Regions from separate parts of the Gossypium hirsutum genome. Here region 2 is linked to region 1. Evidence: chromatin contacts called from public Hi-C data. All regions are on one chromosome and are shown on one strand. The core of a region is the stretch at or near the end of the contact, and the rest is flanking DNA. Distances in the headings are between cores, read along the strand shown.

Region 1 (4,931 bases), core at 979-3,478:
CACGATTGTGTCTGCCCTATACTCTATTTTAGTACAAATGGATAGAGAGTTACACGACCTATTCACATGGCCATGTCCCTGGCTTACACGGGCGTGTGCCTCAGCCACACGGCCGTGTGGTCTTAGGTCACCAAATTTAGTAGGTGTACGCTTTTTATCTAAAAATGTGTTTGTTTGTTTTGACTCTTGGCTAGGCATTAGTGAAGGTAGTGAAGACTCTGATCTGGGCTTCGGCGTATGTGTTATTTGTGACTGTTGTATGAGATGTCTGACTCTGAACCTAGTTAGCTGGGTGTGTGGGTATATCTGTTTCTGTTTGACTGCTTTTTCGACGTGTTCATTGTTTTTGTGAGGTTGTAAGCATACACACACACTTGCATAAAGTAATTTTAGGGTTGGTTGTGAAGAGAAGGAAGACTGATTCTGGTCTGATCTGGCAGTTTTACTGCAACTTATTCGTACAACGGTTTACCACACTGTACCGTATGTACGTCAGCTTTGTTGCGTACTATTATCTGATTTGGCAGTTTAAGCTGCAACATGTCTTTACAGTGGGTTATCGCATTGCACTGTACTACATATATGCCAGTCTTGCTGCATATTATTATTTGAGTGGCTTAGTCCATATACAAGGTCCTATATGGTGTATTTGGTTGGATGAGCTTAAACAGCTCTTTTGGGGTGTGATCGGGGATGGAGAGGTGTTTTGGTTGCATTCATATGCATCTGGATGTGAGCTACTTGTTTATAATCTACCTGTTCGTTTTAACATTTATGACCGATTTTGTGTGCATGGAGGTGTTAGCGTAGTGACATTTTGGATTGTGATGATTAGTATTTTTGTATCGACCCGTTAACGGGTTTATCTGTTGAGTATTCTGTGTGTAATTTGGATGCTTTGACTGTTACGTTTGTTTGGGACATTGGTTTCGAGTTTGCTTTCTGTTTTTGTGTATCTTTGTAAGTACTTTTCGTTATCGAACTACTATTTAGTTTCTGATCTGTAATTTCGTTGTTAGATACGTTTTGAACTCACACTGAGCTCGTGTAGCTCAACCCCTTAGTGTTTCCCCTTCCAGGTACATTTCTGTTTTCTAATGTTAGACTCAGCATGCCGGAGGTCTTAGAAGGATATGTTTTAAAATGAGCCATTTGGTTCCTTCCCCAATTTTTAAGTCTTGTTAGATTGTTTTGGTTTGTATTAATTTTAAGAACTGCGAAAAAAGGGTTTTATGCGGATTTCTGCATAATGCTATTTTAGATTGAATTTGTTTTTTTTAACTACGGAATTAAGTTTCCGAACGCTTTAATGCATCTTGAGAATTTTTTATTTAAAATGATTAAACGTTTGTGAAATTATTTTCGATCACTTCGATGATCAATGTAACCTCTAAGATTCGGTCCAAACTTCTAGGCTAGGTTATAAGGTGTTACACCCACGACTGCAGCAGGAGTAGGCAACCACCGATTGACATCTTATCCGGTTTCGTCACCTGACACAAATCTTGGTACAACGTGGCCAACACGATTGATCCCTAACTCAGTCGTGTGTATTCTTTGAAGTCAGCTAGGTTTAGTAGCCACCAGCGTACCAAAATTTAAGATTTATCATGCATTAAAATGCCCCCAATTAACCTCAGATGAATGCTCGGGCACATTGTTCTTTGATGACGTTGATCGCGTTCGGAGGAAGCTCTTTGAAATTGGTTTCCAACCACTTCATCTATATTCGACCACCTTGAAACTTGTTCAGGATCTTTCCCAAAAATGCCTCACAAAGGTTCTCTTTATCGGGAATGATCGTTGACCCCGTGATGATTGACCTATCCACCGATAAATCGAGTTGCAAAGCCATGGTATTTGTAGAACATCTTTCCAAGCTAAAATTGAGAGAGTTGGATTTGAGAGAAAAAAAATTAAAATTGCATGGTATTTGTAGAAAAAAATTACCGTTGGAGCCCTTTAAATCTTTTTACCGTTGCAAGCCAACGTTCAAAAAGCCGCTGGAATTAATTGTTGACGGATGAGCTTTTTGTATAACTGATAGGAAAACGCGTTTAACTGATCACGTTTTCCATTTCTCTTCTAAAGAACGACCTGTTTCCCTAAATTAGAAAAATTACCTAAAAAAACTAAATAAAAAATTGACATATATGACTAATTTAATGGAAAAATCTTGAAAGAAACTTTATTTATAAAAATAAAACAAATTGAATATTATTGTTGTAGAAAGAAAGAGGAGGAGAATATGGCGGTTGCGAACGAATAGGTGGCTTGGTGGGCAAGGAGCGATGAACGCGTAAATATACCCAAATGCTAACTCTATACGGAAATAACAACTTCCTTATATATATATACAGTGCAACCCTACGGCAAGAGAGAGAAAGAAACCCTTTTCCTGCCTCCCCTCTATAAGGCTCATATACCACCTCAACCTGAATTACCCTAATCATTTTCCTTGTTTTGTTCCTCTATTAAATACCCCCAAACGCTTCCCACACCTTCTACCTACAACCACTAAAATTCCTCTCCTTTTTTCGTCGAAATCTGCGTCCCAGAACTTCTTTTTTTTCTGGCTCTTTTTCCCTTTTTGTTGGAATCAAACCATTGATCTTTTGGTATTTTTGTGAATGGTGGAAACAATTTGGAGCTGTAGTATATTGATGCTCTCCCTTTGCAAATCGAGGGCGAGCACTCTCCTTCCTCTTTCCGCTGCTTCTGCTTTCGCATTCGGTTCTTGCAAAGAAGGCTGGTACTACCGCTGCCTTGGCCTTGACCCATAAACAACCCCACCTCAATACCTCTATTCCTTTCCACCAATAACCCAGATTTGGTTTTTTTTTTGTTATACGCCCCACAAAATAACAAAACAAACCCTTGTTTCTCTTTTCTCGGTTGTTGGTGAATTATTCATTCGCCTGTTTTTGGTTTTGATTCTTTTTCATTTTGAATTTTGAACAAAATTTTTTTGAAAGAATGTTGCTTTACAAGCAGAAGAAGAGCCAGGGTCCCAAGGGCAACAGGCTCTTGATTAGCGTCACTGTTCTCGGAAGTGCTGGGCCGATCCGTTTTGTTGTTAACGAGGAAGAGCTCGTTGCTGCCGTCATTGATACTGCTTTGAAATCCTACGCTCGTGAGGGTCGGCTTCCTGTTCTCGGATCCAATCTTAATGATTTCCTCCTTTATTGCCCCAGTGCTGGATCAGATGGTATGTCGGTTTTCATTTCAATCTTTAAAGATTAAAAATTTCCAGGATTTGCTTATTTGATGTTAAATGGTGTTTTATTTGGGAAAATTAGTAGTATTCATGATTTTGGGTGTTTGGTATGTTTTTTCATTGCAGCACTAAGTCCATGGGAGACAATTGGATCACAAGGGGCAAGGAATTTCATGCTGTGCAAGAAGCAAAGGACTGAGAAAGTGAAAGACGACGGGAAGGCAGCTGAATCAATTAATAGGAAGGCAAGTGGGAATTGGAAGGCATGGTTTAATAAATCCCTCAATCTCAAGATTTCCTCCCATTAATTAAATAATTCCCAACCCTTTATGATCCTATATTTCTTGGGTTAGCTTTATTTATAAATAAAGCATTGAAAGTTAGTCTATTATCATTAATGGCCATGGTAGAGTGTTGCTTATGTTTTTCACCTTATTTCTCATTTAGGTGAGAAAAGACCTGCAGGAATAAATTGGAACTTGTTTTTCAGTATTTTGCCTTATGCGATAAGAATGAAGAGAACATTCATGGTGTGCTTGATTTTCCATTTCTGTCTTTGAAAGTGTTGCGTTCTATTGTTGAATGGCTTTTGATGGATGATTCTATTAATCTCATACTCTACGTAAGGTTTGGCTTACACCCAGTGTTCAAAAAGTTGTTCTGAATTGTCCATAAACATGTATTTTCAGTAGCTTATATCCATTGCTTGAAATGTTCTTCTGACTTGCCCTTAATATTGCAAGTTGCTTTCAAGGATTTTGATTTGGGAATTGGATATGGCTAGAAATATATAGGACATGATGGATGGACTGAATCATTCAGACTATGACCAATTTAAGAATTCTATTCAACATTATCGCCTGATGGATGCTTATTCTTAGGAATTGGTTCTTTTTATTGAACTTAAGACCCAAAATCAAACCACTTAATTAAAAGTGTATTATTGAGGAGCTGGTTGTGTGGCACTTTCTGAAGGGTCTTTTGAATAATTAGATGTTCGGTGAGGCGAAATAAGCGGCTAATGTTCTGTTATAATTATCGACTTTAAAGGAGTAGGTCTTTGTCGTTGCACAACCTTTTTTCTCCTCTTTCAAACTTAAAAAGGCTGCTTTGGGTGGGAGCACAAATGGGCTCAAAATCTTGTCAATATGTAAGAAATATGGACTAGGGTCTACTTTCTTTTGTTCAATACATGTTTGGTCACACGTTATTAGTTGAAATATGCAACTTGGTTTTGTATATGTGCAAGGTAACCTCATGGTTTTTGGCAGATTTTTCCCCTAATTATTTTATTTATGCATTAATAATCGCGTTAAATCACTATTTAAGTTTGAACTTTGCCATTGTTATCACAGCTTTTAAGTGCTAATTTGGATTAAAAAAATTCAATATGGAAATAATTGTTAAATTCAATATTCAAGTGAGAAGTTTTCATGAGCTGGGATTAGAAAACGGGGTCCATGCTAGCATTGAACACTAGTTGTAAGGTGGCACGTTTTATATTTAGCATTTGGACAAGTTGCCAAAAAAGAAGAGAGATGATAATTGTCCCTATCGCACACTGTTGGGGTTATCATATAGCTACGGCCAGCGGGGTCTCCCTTTCCATCTTCTTTCCTTTTCAGTACTGTCGTTTTCAAGAAAAGCAAATGGAGCGTGGCCGCTCAGTTGCCTTCAATGTGCATCTATGCATTAATATCTTCTAATAACGTGG
Region 2 (4,931 bases), core at 1,569-4,068, 44 kb before region 1:
TATCAATTATTAGCTAATTCCAAACAATCATCAAGCATAAAGCCACTTATGTAACCAACCCATTCATGACAACATTAAGCAATTAACTCAAAGTAAAACATTTCCAAGCTATTAACAAATTAATCATTTCCATCACACATATACATATTTATACACCCCAAAAGGCCACCATTATTCAAAATGACCAAAACCAACATATTAACACCTAGGTACATGTCAAAACCAATAAAAAGGACCATTCACCAACATTTGAGTTCGAGATCGTTGTCGGATGTTGAGTCAATGATAGATCTACTAAGTACCTAACTTGCGCACAAGAAAACAAACATACGCTGAGTATAACTCAGTGGTGCTTCCATAATCTGAGTAATTAAACATGGTACAAAATATTCAATTACATAACGAAAAATGCAATTCAAGTAATGAAAGGAAACATATATTACTTCATTCATCTTTTGTAACTCATTATTCAATTCAAACATTAGCAATTTCAAGAATCATCACATTTCCATTTTATACATTCATTATAAATTATCCAAAATTCACATCCATCTTTATATCCATTGCCATTTCCAATTTCATCACTTTCTTTTTATTTCCCGCTATTAACATGAATCGGACTCGGACTAAGACTCAGACTCGAATACGTGGATCCAACCAACACACCAAAGTTTGGAACCTAGTGCCTAACGGAATAATCCGTAGAAACAAATTACACCCTGTGTTGGTCAGTAAAACCAACAATAGATGTGCCCAGCACTAGTAGGTATAACCATTAAATGGGGTGCCCAGCACTTCACAACACGTAGTCATAAAACCCTGAACTCTTCCTATCCTATGGCATACTAATTATACTCGACCTTGCCCGAATAGTTAATAGGGTAACATAATTAGGGGTTCAATTCATAAATCAATTCATTAATTTCATAATACAGTTTCATCAATCCAAATAATTCAATCATATGTATATATGCTCATACCAACATATTTTCTTTCCATAATATAATCAATTTCAGTTTTCAATAATACTCAATACAATCGCAAGTACAAGTAACCAATTCAACCATTTCAATACATATCACACTAATTCAACTTTGTAGCTTACCTTATAACTCACCATATAATGCAATGTTCAATGCAACAATTAAAATAGCTCGGATTATAGAAACATACACCATAGGTTCTGAGCAATTCGTCGTCGACCTTGTCTTTTCCTTTCTTTTTCGAGGATTTCGAGACGAACTTAGCTACGGAAGGAAACAATTAAAATAAATTAACAATACACAACCCAATTCACATTCAATTATAAAGTTCATACTACTTTTGCATAAAATTTAATTTAGTCCCTAAATCGAGACTAGCCTAACTTCTATATTTAACCCTAAATTTTTATACCAATTTCACTGTAAGCCAAATCTAACTCCATTTTCTCAATTCTACCCCTAAATTTTGAATTTCTCACAATTTGATCCCTATTGCTCAAAATCAACAATTAACTTCACAATTTAGTCCTTTTTCACTTTTAACCTAAAAATCTATCAAATTAATCCCTAAAGCTTTAACTACTCAACAATGATAACATCTAAAATCTTAAACAGTACCAAAAAATAGAACATGGGCTGATTAACTCATAAAATTGAGATTCCGAAAATATAAGAATTACAAAAAAAAAGAACAGATAAAATTACACAAACCAAATTAAGTTTAAACCCTAGCAAACCCCTTCCGTGCGTTTCTCTTCTTCTCCCTAGCCTTTCTTGTTTCGAAAATGAAGCGATTGAAAAGAGAATCATCACCTTCTCTTTCAATCCACTACTAGCATTTTGTTTTTTTGTTAAAATAATCCATTTTTAACTTGAAAACACTTTTTTAATCATTTTACCATTTTTAATAGTTTTAACATTTTTAGTTTTTTTTAAAATAGTTTTTACATTTAAAAAATGACAATAGTTATCATTTTTACAACTTTTTAATATTTAAAATAATTTTTACAAATTTTTTATAAATTTTAAAATACTTTTTTACAATTTTTTAATATTTTTAGAAATTTTAAATGATTTTTCAATATTTGTTATCTGGTAAACACTAATGAATGCTGGTCGCACATGCCACATCGTCAGTACATGTATCATGTCAATTTTTTTTTTAAGACTGTTAACTTTTAGGTGTCAAATCGAATAATAACATTTAATTGGTGAATACAGCAAGGCCGGGTTCATGCAAGCAAAGTTGGTAATTCGCGTGGAAAACGTTAGCATAGAAGATACCAAACATTATTATTATTTTATTAGATCATTGCTGAAGTTTGGAAAAAAGAAATTGAGTTTTCCAAAACTTTGTAAATATAATTTTAAAAACTAATAAAAAAATAAAACTAACCATTTAGCTCCAATAAAACTAAAAATAGCTAAAGCTTACCATTTATATCCAATATCTTCACATAAAGATAGCTTGAAATACGAGAAATAGAAAATTATTTTGATTTGATTCAACTTGTAGAAGAAGCTAATATTTTTTAAATATATATATACATATATATAAATTTCAAGTTTATAAATCGTTATCACAAACCAATTGTGTTATAGTTAAATTTTTAAAATTTATTTTGTAAATGTAATTTAATTTATTTATATCTAAATACAAAAAAGTTAATTAAAATTTTAAAGTCATTGAAGTCAAAGTTTAAATTAATTAATCTAAAAAAAATTAAACTGTCATATTTTAATTAAGAAGAAAAAGTAATAAAAAAGAATATCCAAAAAGTTGTGGGAGTACATGACAGCTGGGCTCTTACACTGCTCAATCTACCAATATCAAGTCTTCAATTTAAGTCTCATATCCCTAATTTGACATTGTTATACGGACGTGGTCCCCTTAATCACCTACTTCAATTCTTATATAAAAATTTCCTAAAATTTTGAATAATTGAAAAAAAATTACTTTTTTATTATGTACTTAAAGAATCTAAAATAAATAGTAAAATTTTGTATAGTGAAAGAGATTGGCGTTACTAACATACCACGTCAGTCATTACAATATAAAAATCAATTTTTTTGGTGAAATCATAGAGAATGGCATCACCTGTAAATACTAAGTAAATACTATTATTTCTCAATAATTAGAGGGCTAAAAAATAAATAATGGTGGTTGAGTCATGTAAAATGGCGCCACCACTTTATTATGTCAGGGTTATTTATTTTAGTTTTTAAATTTAAAAAAATATTATTTATTTGGTGGAGTCATATAGAATGGCGCCATCAATGTATTCTGTCACCTTTTTTTAAATTAATTTAAATTTAAAAATGATATTTTATTTGGTGGAGCCATTCTAGCGCCACCAGTGTCAAAATTTTTTTATTTTTTATTTAGTTTTTTAGAAAAATTATTACATCAAGTGGTGCTACTGAGAATGGCGTCACCACCTTCCATAAAAATGAATTTTTTTATTTTGGTGGAGTCATTCTCTTTGGCATAATCACCTTGGTGGTGCAACATATATAGATCTTGTTGACATTCTTGTAACAATTGAATTGGAAAAGAAGAAAAGAGAGAAATTGTTGTGTTTAGTTGGAGAGCTCAGAAAATTGTGGTGAAGAAGAATAACTCAGTATTTTTGGTGTACGTTCTTTTTTATGGTGAAATTGTAAAATGTGATGTTGGTTGTGTATTTCAAGTTCGATAGAGAGTAGAGTTGCGATTCAATAAAACTGTGAAGCTAGAAGAAATGAAAAGAAAGATTAGTGAGAAAATAGCTATCCGTTGTGTGGAAGGGCAATGTCCAGATTATTTTACAAGTTTCCAATCTCTACTGATCCATTGGAATTTTGTGAGATACAACTGTTAGATGATAAATACTTAGGCACTATGATGAAAATATGGTGGTCGGCTGAGAATGAGAACCCCCAACTAGTTGAGTTATTTGTTGAGTTAACCGACTTAGAGCCCGTTGAGAATGTTAGTCTAATAAGTCAACATTGCGAGTTTAACTTTGATCTTAATGTCGGATGGACAGATTAGTTAGACTGTGGAGGGGCATCGCAGATGCCCAAAAATCTAAATTATGTTAGGAGTTCATATAACAACCCTGTCTCGGGTCCCGATCTATATATACATCCGGAGATGATAGGTGTAATAACAGATTTTGCCCGGGTACAAATAATAAAGGGCCCCAAATAAACAAGTAGTCCATTTTTTTTACAAATAGGCTTATAGAGCCCAAAACCCGAAATACAACAGGGGCCCAAAGCTCAGTGGCCCAAATCATTTGCAGAAACCGTAGGGTTTCTGAAGAAGACCTTTGCGCCGCAGCCGTAACCATCACCAAGTCGAATCTTCATGATCTTCTCCTGCAAACACAAGAAAGGAAAGAAAATCAAATCAAACCAAATCAAATCAAGAAGATTTCTTGTTTCTATTTCTTGTATTTTCATTTGGCTATATAAAGCCATTGTTAATACTGTAAACGGGATCGGAATTTAGAAATAAAAAAAGCCCTATTTTCACAATACAAGCAGAGAAACGGACGCATTAAAAGGTTGTTATTTGCATTTTTTCATTTTTTATTTTATTTTATATACATACGATTGAAATAAATAGAAAAAACGAAAAGAAACCACCTGTGTTTGGAGCCCCAAATCACCGTGAAAGGCCGAGGGAATCGTCTCTGCGGAAAGACGATCGGGAACCGAAGAGTTTCCTGGGATTTTAGAGGGTTTTCCTCTACTTTTGAAGGATTTGAGCCCGGATTTAGACTCAGGGAGGCTAAAAGGTCAAACATGGAAATTTTTCCCCTCCGGCCACCGCAGACGACGGTGCCGGCACCGGAGATCAGTGGCCGGCGCAGTGGCCGGCGACTGACCGATGACCGACCTATAGTCGGAGGGCAGACCGAGGGGAGAAAATTTCAAAAGGGGTTTTTGTTTTTTTTATTT

What was found. Hi-C and Micro-C count contacts between places; a contact is called where the count stands out from the background.
Region 2: a Hi-C map of leaf shows a contact between it and region 1, with 3 times the contacts expected there. The contact joins the enhancer-like site here to the promoter of LOC121213668 in region 1. A contact is called at or near these places in 7 of 34 Hi-C or Micro-C datasets (anther, fibers, leaf and 1 more).

What each region holds. Positions count from the first base shown.
Region 1 is chrD01:46,611,418-46,616,348 of Gossypium_hirsutum_v2.1, reverse strand. It overlaps LOC121213668, which reads left to right and starts at 2,228. Exons shown (of 2, transcript XM_041086550.1): 1 at 2,228-3,208; 2 at 3,344-3,706. The coding sequence starts at 2,977. The coding sequence ends at 3,525.
Region 2 is chrD01:46,655,543-46,660,473 of Gossypium_hirsutum_v2.1, reverse strand. No RefSeq gene overlaps it. Among protein-coding and RNA genes, the nearest start is that of LOC121213669, 31 kb to the right of the region's middle. Within about 2 kb of position 2,818, at least 1 of the 9 cell types and tissues checked has an H3K27ac peak or open chromatin away from gene starts, as enhancers often do. A contact at or near this core is called in leaf, where this site is marked.